Linked DNA regions of Mus musculus: regions 2 and 3 are each linked to region 1. Evidence: chromatin contacts called from public Hi-C and Micro-C data. All regions are on one chromosome and are shown on one strand. Each heading gives the region's core, a stretch centred on a gene start, on an enhancer-like site or on the middle of the called end of the contact. The rest is flanking DNA. Distances are from core to core; before and after follow the strand shown.

Region 1 (2,861 bases), core at 128-2,627:
GGGAGACGCATCTGCTCTAGACCCTGTGCAGGGGAAAACCAATGTTGCCACTGTAACTGCTACTGTAGCCCACATTCAACAGGAAGATCAGATGGCTGGGTGACAGCTGGCCCAGAACTCTTCCTCCCACCACCACATTCCTCACTTTTGTCTCAGGTACTAAGAGACACACCCCTAGCAGACACAGGGGATGGTGGAGATTTTCTGCTCATCTGGTCCATAGAAAGAGCATGAAGCAATCCGTAAGTGACCCCATGAAAACATGAACTCATGTGGGACCATGAGGACCCTTTGGAGTTCTCTCAACAGCACTGCCAGGATGCCGCAGGAAGATCCAGCATCAGGCCTGGGGCAGAGGGCTAAGGAAGGGACAACAATTACCACATGTGGAAAGAAGAGTGATGTTCTAGGAAAAACACACAGAAAATAAAAATTCCAAGGAAGCCATTGAAGGCACAGCTTTCCTCCTGAAGGCCCCTAACCCACAGCCCTCCACAATCCCCCTGGGAGACTGCACACCCTCAGGACTGCTGAGATCGGATTCCCTTCATCCTCAAAGCCTTCCTGGAAAACTGTGGCCAGGCCTGCTCTTCCTGTTGGCCCCTCTCCACAGTCACATCACATGATCCAGGGGGTTATCTAGTATTTGTTTCCCTTCTCCTCAAAAAGATTCCATTTTATGATACACAAGTTAAGAAAAAAAAAATTTAAATGTGTAACAATTGACATGAAGCATAGAGAATACTTAAAGAACAAAAAACCTTAACAGTTAAAAATGTAGGAGAGACGGTGAATTCCTTAACCCTCTATGGTGTGGGCGCTCGCTCTGCGTGTACTTTTAGCCCGGGTATTACCTGAGCCTTAGGTTATTATAGCCTTCTCAAAGATCCCACCAAAGAGAGGTGTCCCCACCCCATGGGGCAGCTTCTTTCTCTTATTCCTCCTATCCCAATTTTTATAAGCGTCTTTGAAAATATTTAACCACAGGCTCTAGATAATAAGCATTATCTTCTCCCAGGATTTCCACTCAGAATGAAAAATTTAGTCATGAATATGTGACTGCCCTGTTACTTCACACAGAACTTTGATTTTTATGGAAGAAACCCCAACACGTGCTCTTTACTTAAGCAGTTTCTGTCCAGGAAGTGCAGACGGCAGATTAACCACAATCCAACACAAAGCCTCCCCCTGCTCCTGTGGTCTGCAAGAGGCACATTTTCTTCTCGTGCTCTCAGGTGGCGAGTCTAATTGAATGTAGCTATTTAAAACACACTTCAGACCTAATGAACAAGAAGTGGCCCTGCCAGACCACAATGTCTTTAAGAGATCAATTTGCCCAATAAAGGCTAAAGATTGCAACACGGTCTTCAAACAGCAGGCAAGCAATCCGAAGGGTTATCTGTGGGGATCAGAGTGTGGCCGAGGACATGCCATCTGCCCAGGGGCAGCAAGCAAGCCCCACTCAGCAGCGTCTCACCTCCAAGAACCAGGCCTCTTCGCTCCCTCAAAATATAATTTTTAAAGTCAACTGGCCCTATAAGATAACTCACTAATTAGATCACTGTGATACGTTCATTTGTAGCTTTAGTTGGGAGTTTAGCTGTCTGTCATCCAATTTATCCGAGTAAAAATTTCACTAAAGCCTTTTGTTCTCGCACAATACATTTGTTTAATAGCTTTTCTCAAAGGCTGTGCCAAATTCTAAATGTTCCGTCATGCATTTATTTACTAGTTATCAGGCAACTTATGAATAATTTAATATTTTCCAGTATTCCTTTATCAGATGGGTCTATAAATGCCTGCAAGACTCTTTCTCATTGGGCTGTGTTTTTCCCACTCAAAAAAAAAGTTTCTTTCTTGTTTAAAGTTTACTTTCTCACTTTTTGTTTTGTTGAGACCAGGTCTCACCATGTAGCTCAGGCAGTCTCTAACTTTTGATTCTCTCATGGGGCCCGCAGATGTGGACCACCACGCCTGGCTTTAAAGATGCCCCAAACCTCTCTAGGCTATTCCTCCAGCACAAATGGCACTTTCCGATTTCCAACCTCTCATGGGAATTTACAGGCAGCTGTAAATGCCTTACTGGAATACTGTTCTTTTTCTGCCCCAGTTTCCTCAATTACAAAATGGAGACAGGATCAGCCCTACACACCTCCCCATGGAACATCGGAACTTACCACAGCAGCAGTCTATAAACAAGACAGATCTCACCTCAGTGTTAGTGAGGTGATTAAGGAGTTTCTGGTCTCAGTCATCCTCTCTCTCATTTAAGTACCATTTCATTTGTATATCTACACAGTACTGATCTCAAAAAACGTCTTGCATGCTCTGTAGTTCATTACGTATGTACTGTTCATGTGTGTGAGCATGTGTGTGTGTGTGTGCATGCATACAGATGTGGGGGCCTGAGGGTCAAGTCAGTTTTCCTCCATAGACTCTGACTTGTATAACTGAGCTCACAGAGACACAGGGCTTAAATGTGTGCTTAACAAGCAGTAATTAGCATCCATGAGTTTATAAGCTACACGTGACAATTCTTATCTATCCCATGCAGTAACTGTGATATCCCAGGGGATAACTACTTCTGGGAAGCAATGTCTTTGTGATGACGTGGCTGCCGTAACTCTAAGAAATTAGCGATATTGGAAGGTTTAACTATCTGTGATTTAAAAAAAAAAATCACTAAGCATATCGTTTCCTAAGTTGATGATAATAATTACTGTTATAACAGTCAATGTGTACTAACTAACACTAAGCATGGAAAAAGTCCCTCTTCCTGACCGGTAAACTTGTGTGCAGCCCAGAGAACTGGGAAATAGTATTTGTCCAGTGAACATTATGTTAAATAAAAATTCCAACTA
Region 2 (2,861 bases), core at 146-2,645, 210 kb after region 1:
AAAAAAGTACCTTATGATGAAAATTTCTGTAATTCCAAATCTTAGCCTGGCTCAGATCGAATGTGCTCAGAGAACTTACAACAGTCAGCCACACTTGGAAAACATCATCTACTACAAAGGCTACTTCATGATAAAGTGTTGACAACCTTCTGTAAACCCTTGATGGATGGCCTCAATAAGAGCAAGAACAGAGTGGCAGCTGGGGTACATTTTATCACCATCCTCAAGTTGAAAACTCACCAGAGGGCCCATCCTCTGCTAGGGATCAGGTGTACGTGGTCTGAAAGTCAGGATGGGGACCTGAACTGGGGCTAAGAATTTCAGAGTAAAGATTTCCCAAAATGGGGAAGTGAAGGGCTATGACAGTATGTTAGGTGCTGGCTGGGGACTGGTGGAGTGGGAGAAGGAAGAGGATGTGACAGATTCAGTTATGACTTTGCAGAGAAGGAGATCTTAGAGGGGCTCCCCACAGAAACCACTGGAAGGGAGCTGCTGCTGCCACTGCCGCCACTACTGTTGTCTGCAGGGTTAAAGTTCAGGGAGGCTGGGGCTACAAGGAAGAAGAAAAGGAAGTTAGTGTGAGCACAATATGAGAAAGAAGAGTAAGGCCAAGCTAGCCTGCAAGCTTGCTTAGGTGTGCATCGGAGTACCCCCAAAGAGCATCTCTTTCTGTCTTGGAGAACAGAAACAGGAGGGTGTGGCCCCCCCCCCCCCCCATGCAGGGAGCAAAGCATAGGTCAGCTTGCACAGTAGTGACAAACCTTCTTAGTCAGTTTGGACAGGTGTGAGCTTAAACTGGGATAGAACTTAGATTGTAAAGCCAAATTTAGAATCAGAGAAACAATGGCTCAGACAAACAGCAACAGGGACACTCTGTACTGGAGCTGGGACAGGGGACTGTAGGGCTCTGACAGCAGCAAGAGCTGCCCTAGACAATGCAGCCACTGTAATGGTATGACAGCGACCTGGCTAAGCTCCAGCCACCAGTGGCCTTTGCATCAAAGTCTGGAAATTAGGGAGAAAAAAAATTTAAATGTAAATCAACAAGAGTGGACAGAAAAACAAGAGAAACTGAAACCAAACTGAAAACCCGAATATCCTTTTAATTTGAATTGCACAGTGGTGGAATAAAATGTAATGTTGGAGAATCCAGAAACAAAATTGCTACACATCTCTCAGTGATGGGGATGTATCTGAGAAGCCACCTCGAGGCAGTTTCATCACTGTGTAAGTCACTGTTCTGTTACAATAACAAACATCTGAGCTGGCCAACAGATAAGAATAGACTAGCTTCCTCAGTTTTGTAGGTTCCAGCCAGTCCATAACTCACGGACCTAATTGTTTCAGGGGCTGTGGTGAGCCAGCACGTTGATGCAGGAGAGCATGGTGAAGCAAAACCATTTGCTTCCTGGCTAGGGAGGGGGGAAGATGGAAGTGGCTGCGGCTACACAATGCCCGTCTGGAGCACTGCTCTGTGGACAGAAATTCTATCCCGTCTCTTGAAGCCTCCACCTCCACTGCCACCTCCTAGCAGTGCCTTCTGGAGGCCAGGATTTCACGCACACGTTCAGGGGACACTTAAGGTTTATATGATAGCAAGCATATCACAGACTATATATAATTCCTTGAGCTAAGAGAACCGTTACATTAGCGGATATGTGATATGAACACATATGCTAGGATTTATACTCCCATGGTGAGACAAGTCTGCATTGCTGTGTGCCTTTCTTTGGGGACTATAGACTGTTAGGAGGCATACAGTTGACTCCATCACGGGTGAGGTTTTTTTTTTTCCAGAAAAGAGAAACCAAAAGGCATGCAGAGCAAGGGGACCTTAAGTGTTATCAAGGGTCTCTAGGTAATGTTGCTAAGCTCTGAGTTCTGCTGAGAGACAGGGAAAGAGGAGGCAAGATAAGGCTAACACTATGATCCTGAGGATGGACTGATGGGCCTGATTTTTTTCTATTAATTATTTTATTTATTTAGATCCAAAATGTTGCCCCCTCCTAGTTCCCCCTCACAGAGTTCTTTCCCCTATCCCTGACTGAGGCCAGACAAGGCAATCTGTTACATATGTGCCTGGGGCCTCAGACCTGTCCCTCTATGCTTTTTGGTTGGTGGCTCAGTCTCTGGGAGCTCCTAGGAGTCCAGGTTAGTTGACACTGTTGGTCTTTCTGTAGGATTGCTATTCCTTCAGTTCCTTTAGTCCTTCCCTTAACTCTTCCATAGGGGTCAAAGACCTCAGTCCAATGCTTGACTGTGAGTATCTGCATCTGTCTAAGTCAGCTGCTGGTAGAGCCCCTCAGAGGACAGCAGTGCTAGGCTCCTGTCTGTAAGTACAACATAGCATCAGTAGTAGTGTTAGGATTTTGTGCCACCCATGGAACAGATCCCTGCAAACCCTAAAAGATCATATGACTATTTATTCACTTAATTCGTTAATTTTTAAATTTTTAATTGTTTTATTATTTACATCCCAAATGTTGTCCCCTTTCCTGGTCCCCCTTCCCAGAGTTCTTCACAGAATCCCTTTTTCCCTTCTCCTCCACCCACCCCACCCCTATATCCCTCTTCCCTGGGGCATCAAATCTCTACAGGATTAGGTGAATTCTTTCCCACTGAGGCCAGACATATTAGCCAAAAGTACCTATGATACAACCCACAGACCATAAGAAGTTTAACAAGAAGGAAGGCTCAAGTGAGGATACTTTAATCCCACTTAGAAGATGGAACAAAATAATCACAGGAGACAGAGGAAGGGAGGGACCCAGGTGTGTAATTCTAATTTTTTCAAATCCTATTTTCAATGATGGTCCTTAAACACTTTAACCTCCCTTATGGCCCACTACTCACCAAAGGTA
Region 3 (2,861 bases), core at 181-2,680, 150 kb after region 1:
TCAGGAGGTCGTACATATTCAGCACAGTGCTCTTGTGGTCCGTTCATGTCATTGGATGCATGAGAACTCCTTCATTCTATCACAGGAGAGTTTCTGGCTGTGTGGACACACACAGCCATTTGTATATCATTTAAAGGTGACAGACTTGCCACTTGTCTCTGTTTTCCTGGGCTTGCATGGGTAATTCTGCTGGGACCATCTGTAAGCGAATCCTCAGATACACATGTCTTCATTTTTTTTTTTTTTTTTTTTTTTGGAGAGATTCCAGAAGTGTCTGGGGCATGCACTCAGTGAAAATCTGCTTTTTGGGAACCACCAAACTATTTCCTGCAGTGGTCATGCCAGTCTGAGTCAATGTTGCTTTTATAAAACGCTGAACATCCTTAGGAAGCCAGATAGCTTATTTGAAATTTTCTTCATTATTTACTTAAACCGTCTTTTTCTTCATGTGAGTAATTTATGATAAAAATAAGTTCTCATTCAGAATTAACACAATGAGAAGAGAGAGCCAAATTATTTCCTCTCCTTAGTAGAAAGTGGAGAGCAATAGGTAACATGGCTAAGGAAAGCCTTGGCCTTAGCCCTACATTTCTTTTTTAATACGAGGTTTCCCTCTATTGTCCAGGCAGGTCTGGGATTTTTATGTAAGACCAGGGTGACCTCAAACTTGTGTCAGTTCTCCTGCCTCTGCCTTCCATGAACCCTCATGCCTGGCTTCAGACACCTAGACTTGCCATTTACTGTTTTCTCCAATGGAAAGGCAGGAGGTGAGAGAGTATGGAGTAAGTTCTTGGAAAAGAGCTAGGTGATAAATTGCCTAAAGCTGATGAACTAACATTTTGAGAAAGCAAAGAAGTCAATGTTTCTTTTAAAGTTTTTTAAAACAAGTTTTTCATTACAAAATTGAATTGAATTTATTTATGTACTTTGCATTTTCACACATGTGCCAGATAGTGGAAGTGTGGAGGACGACTTGCAGGAATTGATTCTCTCCTTCCATTATGTGGGTCCTGGGGATTGAACTCAGGTCATCAGACTTGGCAGCAAGCTCCTTAACCCACTAAGACACCTTACTGGCCCAAGAATATAACTTTTATTTTTTTTAAGAGAAAATGTAATATGGTTCCCAAATTGTTTTTCAATTTTTATTTTTATTTATTTGTTTATTGTGTATGGTGTGTATTGCGTGTATATGTGCATGTGGGATGTGTGTGCTCATATGCATAAGTGTGCAGGATAGAGTAGAATATTGGGTGTCTTTGTCTAGTGTACACTGCCTTATTGGATGGAGACAGTGTTTATCACTGAGCTGGAAGCTGGCTGTTTCAGCTAGCCTGGCTGGCCAGTGAGCTTCCAGGATTTGCCTGTATCTGTCCTCCAATGCTGTGGTTAAAGACACACACCTCTATGCCCAGCTTCTTATCAACATGTTAGAGATTTGAGCTCAGGGCCTCGTGCTTGCAAAGTAAGTCTTCTTACTCACCGAGTCATCTTCCCCGATCCTGTTCTTTAAATTTTGTATGGGCATCAGGACATTTTGGAGTCTGAACTACAGCTGATAGCCCAGTCTTCCTCCTGAAGAGAGATAAACACCAGCTCTCCTTGCAATGTCTTAAAACGTCATGACTGGACAAAACCATGCTTCCAAAAGCACAGTTCAACACAGCTGTCACCTCTGAGACCCCACACAAGCTGTAGGGTGGGCATCAAACCTGGGATACTCGGTGATGCTGCAGGCTTGAGGGCAGCACCACAGGAAAGCTTGTGCCACGTAGCAGACTATCTGTTAATTTGCAAATTAACTTCAGCTAAATTTTAAAATAACTAAAAGTTGACGCTAAAAAAAAAATCACCCCACATAGCTCTTTCAATCTTTTTTTCTCTTCCTTTGACATTCTTGTTTTTCCCCCTTCTGGGTACCTAGCTTACCTGTCATTAGTTGAGGTCTGAATTCAGTTAAGGCAAACGTTTATTTATTTGTTTGTTTGTTTATTTTTGGTAAAGATAAAATTGCTAAGCACCAAGAGCTGAGAAGATAGCTCATCTTGTGGAAGTATGGGGACCCGAAGTGGTCCTCAGTAAAAGCCAGCAAGGGGCACAAATCTTTAATCCTAGCACTGGGAAGCAGACAGGGTTGGATGGGGGTTGGGGGTGGCCAGTCTATCTGATGATCCCTCAGCTCCAGGTTCCACAAGAGACTCTGTCTCATAAATAAGATGGAACACCTTATGAAGTACTGGGTCCAGGGTTTTTAAGTCCCCCCTCCCCCTCTCTCTCCCCCTCCCCCTCTCTCTCCCCCCCCTCTCTCTCTCCCCCTCCCCCTCCCTCCCCTTCTTCCTCTTCTCTATGAAGTCTTTCTGAGAGCTCAGAGTCTATTGAGATAAAGTGAGTAAAAATATTTATCTATGTGAGGCAAATACCCACGTGTCAATCTAGCACCAACCTATCAACCATTTCTCTAGTGTGTCTGGCCAATTATATCTTTATAGAGAGGTAATTAAATAAAGAGTGTTTCTAAAAAGGAAAAAAAAATTGAAGAGTATGAGATGTTTAGAAAGCGTGGTGGATAGGTGTAGGGGACAAAATGAGCCTGTTATCATATCATGCCCATTTGAAATTAATATTTTACATAGGTTACTTCATATATATTATTAGACTTATTTTATCATTGGCTTTTTTTCACAAATCCACAGTCATGCGATTCTACAAGAGCAGGGCATCTGAGAAGCATGACCCAGGGAGCACTGTGGTGTTATTTCTTGTGGCAGTAAGTGGGGCAGTGTTGGATGGGTTTAGGATTGACACCAGGTTGGTCATAAGATCCTGTGTGCACTCTGGACTGGCCATGGGGCTTGTTTTGC

The links. A called contact is a pair of places that touch in the nucleus more often than the background predicts.
Region 2: a contact with region 1 is called in a Micro-C map of the G1E-ER4 cell line, with 4 times the contacts expected there. The contact joins two enhancer-like sites. A contact is called at or near these places in 2 of 484 Hi-C or Micro-C datasets (the G1E-ER4 cell line and nephron progenitors) and 2 of 115 datasets of contacts at active chromatin or transcription factors (bone marrow-derived macrophages and pancreatic cancer cells).
Region 3: a Hi-C map of the G1E-ER4 cell line shows a contact between it and region 1, with 2.5 times the contacts expected there. The contact joins two enhancer-like sites. A contact is called at or near these places in 1 of 15 datasets of contacts at CTCF or cohesin (large pre-B cells), 3 of 484 Hi-C or Micro-C datasets (the G1E-ER4 cell line and nephron progenitors) and 1 of 115 datasets of contacts at active chromatin or transcription factors (bone marrow-derived macrophages).

The regions. Positions count from the first base shown.
Region 1 is chr2:18,937,859-18,940,719 of GRCm38.p6, forward strand. All of the region lies in intron 1 of Pip4k2a (phosphatidylinositol-5-phosphate 4-kinase, type II, alpha), which reads right to left. Among named protein-coding and RNA genes, the nearest start is that of Pip4k2a, 59 kb to the right of the region's middle. Within about 2 kb of position 1,378, at least 57 of the 459 cell types and tissues checked have an H3K27ac peak or open chromatin away from gene starts, as enhancers often do. A contact at or near this core is called in the G1E-ER4 cell line and bone marrow-derived macrophages, where this site is marked.
Region 2 is chr2:19,145,161-19,148,021 of GRCm38.p6, forward strand. No RefSeq gene overlaps it. Among named protein-coding and RNA genes, the nearest start is that of Armc3, 53 kb to the right of the region's middle. Within about 2 kb of position 1,396, at least 100 of the 459 cell types and tissues checked have an H3K27ac peak or open chromatin away from gene starts, as enhancers often do. A contact at or near this core is called in the G1E-ER4 cell line and bone marrow-derived macrophages, where this site is marked.
Region 3 is chr2:19,083,926-19,086,786 of GRCm38.p6, forward strand. No RefSeq gene overlaps it. Among named protein-coding and RNA genes, the nearest start is that of Gm33592, 79 kb to the left of the region's middle. Within about 2 kb of position 1,431, at least 6 of the 459 cell types and tissues checked have an H3K27ac peak or open chromatin away from gene starts, as enhancers often do. A contact at or near this core is called in the G1E-ER4 cell line and bone marrow-derived macrophages, where this site is marked.